Regions from separate parts of the Gasterosteus aculeatus genome. Here region 1 is linked to region 2. The links are chromatin contacts, called in public Hi-C maps. All regions are on one chromosome and are shown on one strand. Each heading gives the region's core, a stretch centred on a gene start, on an enhancer-like site or on the middle of the called end of the contact. The rest is flanking DNA. Distances are from core to core; before and after follow the strand shown. Region 1 has its middle 11 kb from the start of LOC100359388. Region 2 holds the start of efnb1 (ephrin-B1).

Region 1 (3,534 bases), core at 118-2,617, 83 kb before region 2:
AAACAACCATCAATTATTTTTTAAAAGGGAAGAAAACTTGACGCCCAAGTAACCGAACACCCATAATGTTCCCGCTCGTGTGGAATTGCGGTTGGCACGTGGCTCAATTCTTCTTGCAGGACCTTCCATAAAACTCCAGCGATGATGTTTTTAACACCGCAACTCACGGCTACAGTGACCGGAAAACAATTAGAAAAGAGGCGGTAAGGTGACACCCCTGAATGGATCGTTTCTGTGGCCTGTCCAGTGGAGGGCCATTCCGACCCAAGCACCAGTCCATTAACAACCAATTAACTTCCTATTAATATTTTACCAGACAGGGCCTCTCTTCCTGACGTGTTTTTAAGGAGCTTTTCCCAGGAGTGTTTGAACATGAGCAGCTTTTAGCGCAGCATAAAGAGGCCTGTGTAATGGGCTCAAGGAGAAGGAGAAGCAACCCGATAGCACCAAGGAGGGGAGACAGACTCCTGCAGCTGGCCTGTCCCAAGCCGGACCCGGGCCCGAGCCGGGACCAACACTTACACACACACACACACACACACACACACAGACACAGACAGACGGCCATGATTTTTGTGTGAGATCACATCACCATAAGTGAGAAAGATTCGATCTGGCTTTCATTTAAGAAATAACAGTAAAGAAATTGAGGGGAGAGAGAGAGTTACAACATGCAACAGAAGGTCCAAAGGTCCTGCCGGGGAACCTTTTGGTTAACGAAGCGCTACATGTTTTTGCAAAGATCTTCCTGATTAGTTTTCCTTTCCATATTGCGGCTGAGGAGCCGCTTTTCTTCCAGGTTTCCCATGAAATAAAGTCTTAAAACAGGAATATACACCTGATCTGCCCTGTAAGGTCGTTTTGGGTGGACATTCAGAACTAGATCAGGAAACTCCCTGCTCTGAGACAAACAGAAAAAGAGAGGAGGAGAACGAGGGAGGGGGGAGGCAGAAAGAGAGAGAGAGAGAGACCATTATGACTACAGCCCGAGGCTACTCCCAACGGAGAAGGCATTTGTCTTCACTTGAAAGTATGATTTATTTTTCCACAAGTCAGAAGGGTTATGTTTGTCACCGCACAGTGAAAACGACTTTTGGAAATAGCAGCGGAGGCAGAAATGGAAAAAGAAATAATAAAAAAAAGGCTTTTCTTATGCCCTCCGCTTTCAAAGACTTCGTCTCCGTGGTAACCGCGTTCAAGATCGCTTTCAGTCTTCATTAACTTTAGGTAATCATACTGAACCTTGCGTCTGATTTATCGGCAGGAGGAGCATGTGTGTGTGTTGATGATTAAGAGAACGGGGGGGAATGGTGGAAGAGAAGGGAGGGGGGGGGGGGGGGGATGTGGTTGTATCAGGTTCCTTCCACTGGGTGTAGATGTGGTCTTAGATTTCTCTCTGGGCTGCTGATTAACTGGGTGCATGTGTGTGTGTGTGTGTGTGTGTGTGAGAGAGAGAGAGAGAGAGAGAGAGAGAGAGAGAGAGAGAGGGAGAGGGAGAGGGGGGGGGAGATCTGGGAAAGCACTGAGGAGGAGAGGAACTTCAGCTTTAATTTCCCCCAGCTCCACATATTACACCCCCGCGCTCTCTGTTTTTATTGGAACAGAGACCTGAAAACACCAAGTGTTTATGAAGCATTAAAACAAGGCGGGGAACTCGAGTGTGGAATTATAAATCTATACATTTGGCTCTGTCTCCCACGAGCAGGATTAATCCTTTTATGTCGGATTCCGTGTGTTTTACGAAAGACAGATGATCAGAGTGAGAGATCACGTTCATCACCTCGACGGGAGGCTGGAGAAAACAGTCCTTCGAGGAAGGGTGGCGGGGTTGGGTGGGCGGATGGATGCGGCACTTTGGGGGGGTGGGGTGCAGACTGAAGGAGTAACCGTGCATCACCCTGTTTGAACACACGGAGCGGGCGAGGAGGCCGCGTTACACCCTACGAACAGTGAGCTGTCAACCACGTACGAAGGGACCACGCGTGCTATGGATTACTCACAGAGAAGCGCCGACGGCCTCCATACCTGGAGACACATTAGCTGGCTCTAATTAGAATAAACGCTCGGATGTTTTTGCTTGCGGGCCTCGTCTCGTTCCCCTTGCTGTGTTTCCATCTCGAACGTCGCCTTCTAGGCTTCTCTTTCTCCCTCCTTCTCTGCACTCAGTTGACTCTCCTCTCGCTCCTTTTTGCCTTGTATCTGTCGCTGGGGGAGCAGTGGAACACCACTAGCTGTGACACAATCAGTGTCTGCCCATGCTCCAGCCATCTCCCCCAAGTTCATTATCTGTAAACAGTGTCCATGCCCCCCCCCCCCCCCCCACCTCCTCCCAGTCTCAGCCAAACGCGATGTGACAGCGCCGCCAGGGCCCTCATTTACAGCCATCACAGGACAGATTTCCCCCCTTCCCTCAGCCGGCTCCCCCTCGCTTGGTTTTTCTTTTTCTCTGCGTGAGCCGGTGAGCGTGTTGGCGGCGCTCCATTCACCGAAGGAAGGATGCACGTATCTGTGTGTCGGAGCAGGCGAAAGCCGGACCAGGAACATTTGCTCTGTCGGTACCGATCCTTCAAACGACGTGTTGCGACGATGCTGCCCCTTTATGTCCGCCCCTCTCGCTCACACTGTATGTGTGCATATTTCAAGTAAGGTCCTTCCTTTTCTGTGGCCGTGCTTTTTGGAACACCCTAGGGCAGGCACAGCTGCCACACACACACACACACACACACACACACACACACACACACACACACATACACGTACTATTGTAACGTTCCGTGTCAATAAAGAGCCAGTTTCTTATCACTCGGGTTTATTGTTGCCTGTTGTCGGCCACAGCCACGCCATTCCACAACACCCGGTCATCATTTTAGTCAGAACTCAACTTCCCCTTCTTGTGCTCCCAGACTACCCACATTACCCCGGAAGGGGCGGTACCCCAACCCTGGCCTACGTAACAGTAACATTAATCAGAACCATATACATGTATGAACTTAAGGCACGCTACACTATGATACCTTGTCCATTCTCTTCTTTCCTCTAAATATTGCACTTTTAGTTGTAGCCTCAGGCATCGGTTCTGTCTCATCCTGGGAAGGTCAAACAGAGACGCACACACCCATGGATTTTAAATATCTCTGAGGCTGAGATAGTTTTACGGGGAAATCATGTTACGGGTCAAACGATTGAATCATTAATGGGGGGGGGCGGTGCAATAACAATCGGCCCTTGTCTGTTGTGATTCCGACGGGATATTCACATGGCCTTTCTCCACCTAACCTGATACTGCCGTGTTACGATCCAAATCCAATAGTGCAGACTTGGCAAAAGGATCCCCCCCCCCGCCCCCCCTACTGTTTCGAGAGAGCGTCTTCGGTCTGCCTTCACAGTGGAGAGTATTAGAGAGTCTGTATAGACTATCGACTGCCGTGCCACATTTCCAAGGACGAGGCAACACATCTTCATCAAAACAGTCATGGTAAAGTAATTCACAATCATAGGACTCTTTGACTATACACTGCTCTATCGATAGTGTGT
Region 2 (3,606 bases), core at 1,093-3,592:
TCTCTCCCCCTCTCTCGCCCTCTCCCCTCCATTTATATTATTTTCCCCTTATGAACGCTTTCAAACACCTTGCAAGTGTGGGAGTCAAGTCTAAGTGGGTGATAATTGTTACCAGAGTGTTTTTTATTATCAGCAGTCTGGGCTCCCTTTTTACTTGGTTTGATGGGAGTAAAATGAATCTTTAAGAGAAGGAAAGAAAAGGAAGAAGAAGAAAAAAAATAGTCTGGCTTCAGCTGAGAAACTTAGCCAGAATTTTTAACAGAACATTTCAATATCTCCTGAGCATTTCCTCGTCTGATACGTGAAACCATCTCGCCCCCGTAAATATGTGGGAAAAATCCAAATCCAACTTAGGGAGAGTTGAGACTCAGCGTGGCCCTCACGCACACAATGAAGCCAAGTAGCCCACGTTTAGGGCCCTGAGAGGACAATCGTCCTGGATCCAGCGACCTGAACCACACCTTGGCACACTTGGCAAGCTTTCCACGACCTGTGTCACCCACTCGGCAAATTGCACCAATTAGAAAGAAATGACGAGGAAAGAAGTGGACAAGCTCGCACAGCTCTGCGGAGATAGGCAGACTTTACCCGTGTCTGGTTATAAAAAGGAGGGCGTGAATATAACCATACGTTCTTATGATTAACCATCAATTATAGCAAGGTCCACTGTAAATTGCAGAACACTGCACATTCCGTGTTTCTTTACCCCCCCGCCGGGAAATAATTCAACAGCAACACGGTGAACAAGCAAACAGATTGTGCTCGCCCTTTTCCAAGGGCCACATTGAAGGGACCCAACTGAACATTTAACGCAGCTCGCACACGATGGTAACTTTTCCAGTAATGCCAGTCCTCCATTACGCGCGCGCGCACCCAGCGACTTTTGGCTCGCCGGTACAACATGAAATACGAGACTTACTTGGAATTCTGCGAGCCCCAGATTATAGTCTCCAGCGATTTGGTCGAGGTTAACGCCGTCCTGCACATTAAAATAAAGATCCAGAGGCAATGCTTCCAACAGCCGAGTCCCGCCATTGCGATCGGTGCGCGGACAGTGAGCCAAAAGGGGTCTCGGAGCGTCGGACCGGTGCGCGCGAGCATTCAGTTGTGGTTCGCCCGGTGGGAAGGTGAGCAGCGATCAGTCGGGAGCATGAGAGGTCGTGATCAGATACATGTCCTTCTGTCCAACCGCTGTTTCTCTCCCTCCTCCTCCTCCTCCTCCTTTTTTTAAAAGAAAACCTGCTCCAGACCTCCCGGGCGTCCTAGCGTAAACTGTCCGTGGGACGAGCAGAACCCCTCAGTGTCCCGCTTGACCCGTGGCTGAGGCAACGCGGCCCGTCGCGTCCTTTCGTGCGAGTGGGGGGGGGGGGACCGGACAGCGGTGCGACCCGATGCGCGATGGCACAGATCCTTCACCGGTGGGATAGTTTTTTCTTTTCCGATCTGGAGATTTAATTGGGCGAAGCGCAGGCGTCGCGTCCCTCTCAGAGCTGCGCCGATGGTGCGCGTACCTGCCGCCGTACACAAGCTACAGATGGCCACATTCACCCGTCAGTCACAACTCCGCAGCGCGCCGGGAATCCCGAGGTCCACTTCATTCCACTGTTATCTTTCGCTCCTCCTCCTCCTCCTCCTCCTCAACCTTTGCTATTCTTCCTCGCGAATGAACTGTGCTGCTATTGTAAATATTCCTCGCGGGGGTCCCGGTGCCGTTCCGCGTGCGCGCTGCGCTCCCGCGGGGTCGCCTCTCTAGTCGGCTTGGGGACGTGCTGCGTGACCGCCGCGTTAATTAAACCGCACGTCGTGTTTCGTTGTTGTTGTTCGGTGGCCAACAAACATTAAAAAGGAAAGGGGGGGGGGAAGTGGCGGGTTGAGGTCAGATCAGTCTATCGTTCTGCTCCCGTGGCTCTGAATCGGCTCGTCAACGCGTCCACGCCGGTGTATTTCTCTCTTTTAAAACCCGCTCCAGCCACTCTGCGCTCCGCTGAGTGCAGCGGCTCGAGCTCAACTGTAACCCGAGCCGGAGAGGACCGACGCCGGGGACCGCCCACCGGGTGAGCGGCGGCCAATCACAGCGCGCCGCCCCCACTCGCATGCAGGAAGCGAAGGCATTTATTTATGGGGACGTGGAGGGGCTGCCAGGGGAGGGCGTCTGTTATTGGGTTGACCCCCGGATCTCCACCCCCCCCCCATCCCTCCACTTTAAAAAAATAAAAAAAACGTCGGTCCGAGCCATCGACCCAAATTGAATTGGACTTTAGAGTTATTCGTCATACTGAGAGCTGTGGAGATGGGGAAACGAGCGCGATAGGCTGTTGGAGTATCTGCGTAAAAGTGCCTACTGGAGGAAAAAAAAAAAAAAAAAAGTCCCCTTTAAGCCCAGGACCTGCTTGTCCCTGGAGATCCTGCACTGAGCATGGATGCCGTAACATTCCTGTAATATATCCCTATGAAAACCTCGCAATAGGGAATTATAATTATGCCTGTGGTAGGTAGGTAGGTAGGTAGAGGGAAGAGGGAATTTGAAATATTTTCTCTCGATAAATATACTTGAACGTTAAAGCCTCTCATCATTTACATGATCTTTGGAATGTACTGTAAAGGACAACTGTTATTTTGGTCCTTTCCTTCTATGCGCTGTGAAAGGCATGATGATTAATGGTCTCGTTGGATCTCTTTCTAGTTGTCCCCTTTAGGGATAATGAACTGCATGAGAACTTAGTCTCCAGTGTCCATAGACAATAGACGGTCGGTAGCCTATAGTCATTGGGCCATTCATTCATTGAGGAAGAAATGCTTGACACATAATTGATCATGTCCATGTCTGTGCCCCCTTTGTGGGTCTGTGTGTGTGTGTGTGTGTGTGTGTGTGTGTGTGTGTGTGTGTGTGTGTGGGAAAGAGAGAGAGAGAGAGAGAGAGAGAGAGAGAAATAAGGGGAGAGGGAGGGTTTCTCTTAATTTTGGAGCATTAATTCAATCAATGTCGCCCCCTAATGGCTGGGACGAAATCGATTCATGGAACACAGAAGGTTGGATTCAATATAATTAGAGAGGAGAGATAAGAGAAATTAAGACACGATTTATGGTGCCTGAATTTAGTTGTCATAGTAACCAGCAAACACAGGCCGGTTGGCACAAAGCTGGCATGTGCCCGTCCGACTGTGGGGACGTCTGGGATACCTGATACCTCAGTCACGGATAGAGCCCCGATCCACGGCGAGCCAATGAGACGCCTCCTTTGTGCAACTTTGGGGGAGAAGAAGGGCCCGAGCTCAGCGGTCAATAGGAGCTTCGGCCCAACGAGGACGACGGTATCGATGTAGCGTGCTGTTGTTGGAAGAGATTCATCCAACCGCAGCTTGGGAAGCAGCGGAATTCAAAACACATCATGAGCCAAGCACAACACAACGCGGACCTTTGCCTTGAGAACAGTGCACGTGGCAGAGGACAAACTCATCACCATATACAGCATCCGGTATTGGATCATCCACGCTATTCTACCAAGACATAAAAGCTCTACCAAGTGGAGTACATGTAAGGACAAAGGAAAGCATTGAGCAAGTTTCACGTTCTGTCAAACACGCAGAAGGCAGTTTGATTTATTCC

Evidence for each region. Hi-C and Micro-C count contacts between places; a contact is called where the count stands out from the background.
Region 1: a Hi-C map of blood and trunk muscle shows a contact between it and region 2, with 4 times the contacts expected there. The contact joins the enhancer-like site here to the promoter of efnb1 in region 2. A contact is called at or near these places in 6 of 6 Hi-C or Micro-C datasets (blood and trunk muscle, liver, skeletal muscle and 2 more).

What each region holds. Positions count from the first base shown.
Region 1 is chr4:15,444,229-15,447,762 of fGasAcu3.hap1.1, reverse strand. No RefSeq gene overlaps it. Among protein-coding and RNA genes, the nearest start is that of LOC100359388, 11 kb to the left of the region's middle. Within about 2 kb of position 1,367, at least 5 of the 9 cell types and tissues checked have open chromatin away from gene starts, as enhancers often do.
Region 2 is chr4:15,362,375-15,365,980 of fGasAcu3.hap1.1, reverse strand. efnb1 (ephrin-B1) reads right to left here and starts at 2,342. Exons shown (of 5, transcript XM_040175606.2): 1 at 920-2,342. The coding sequence starts at 1,101.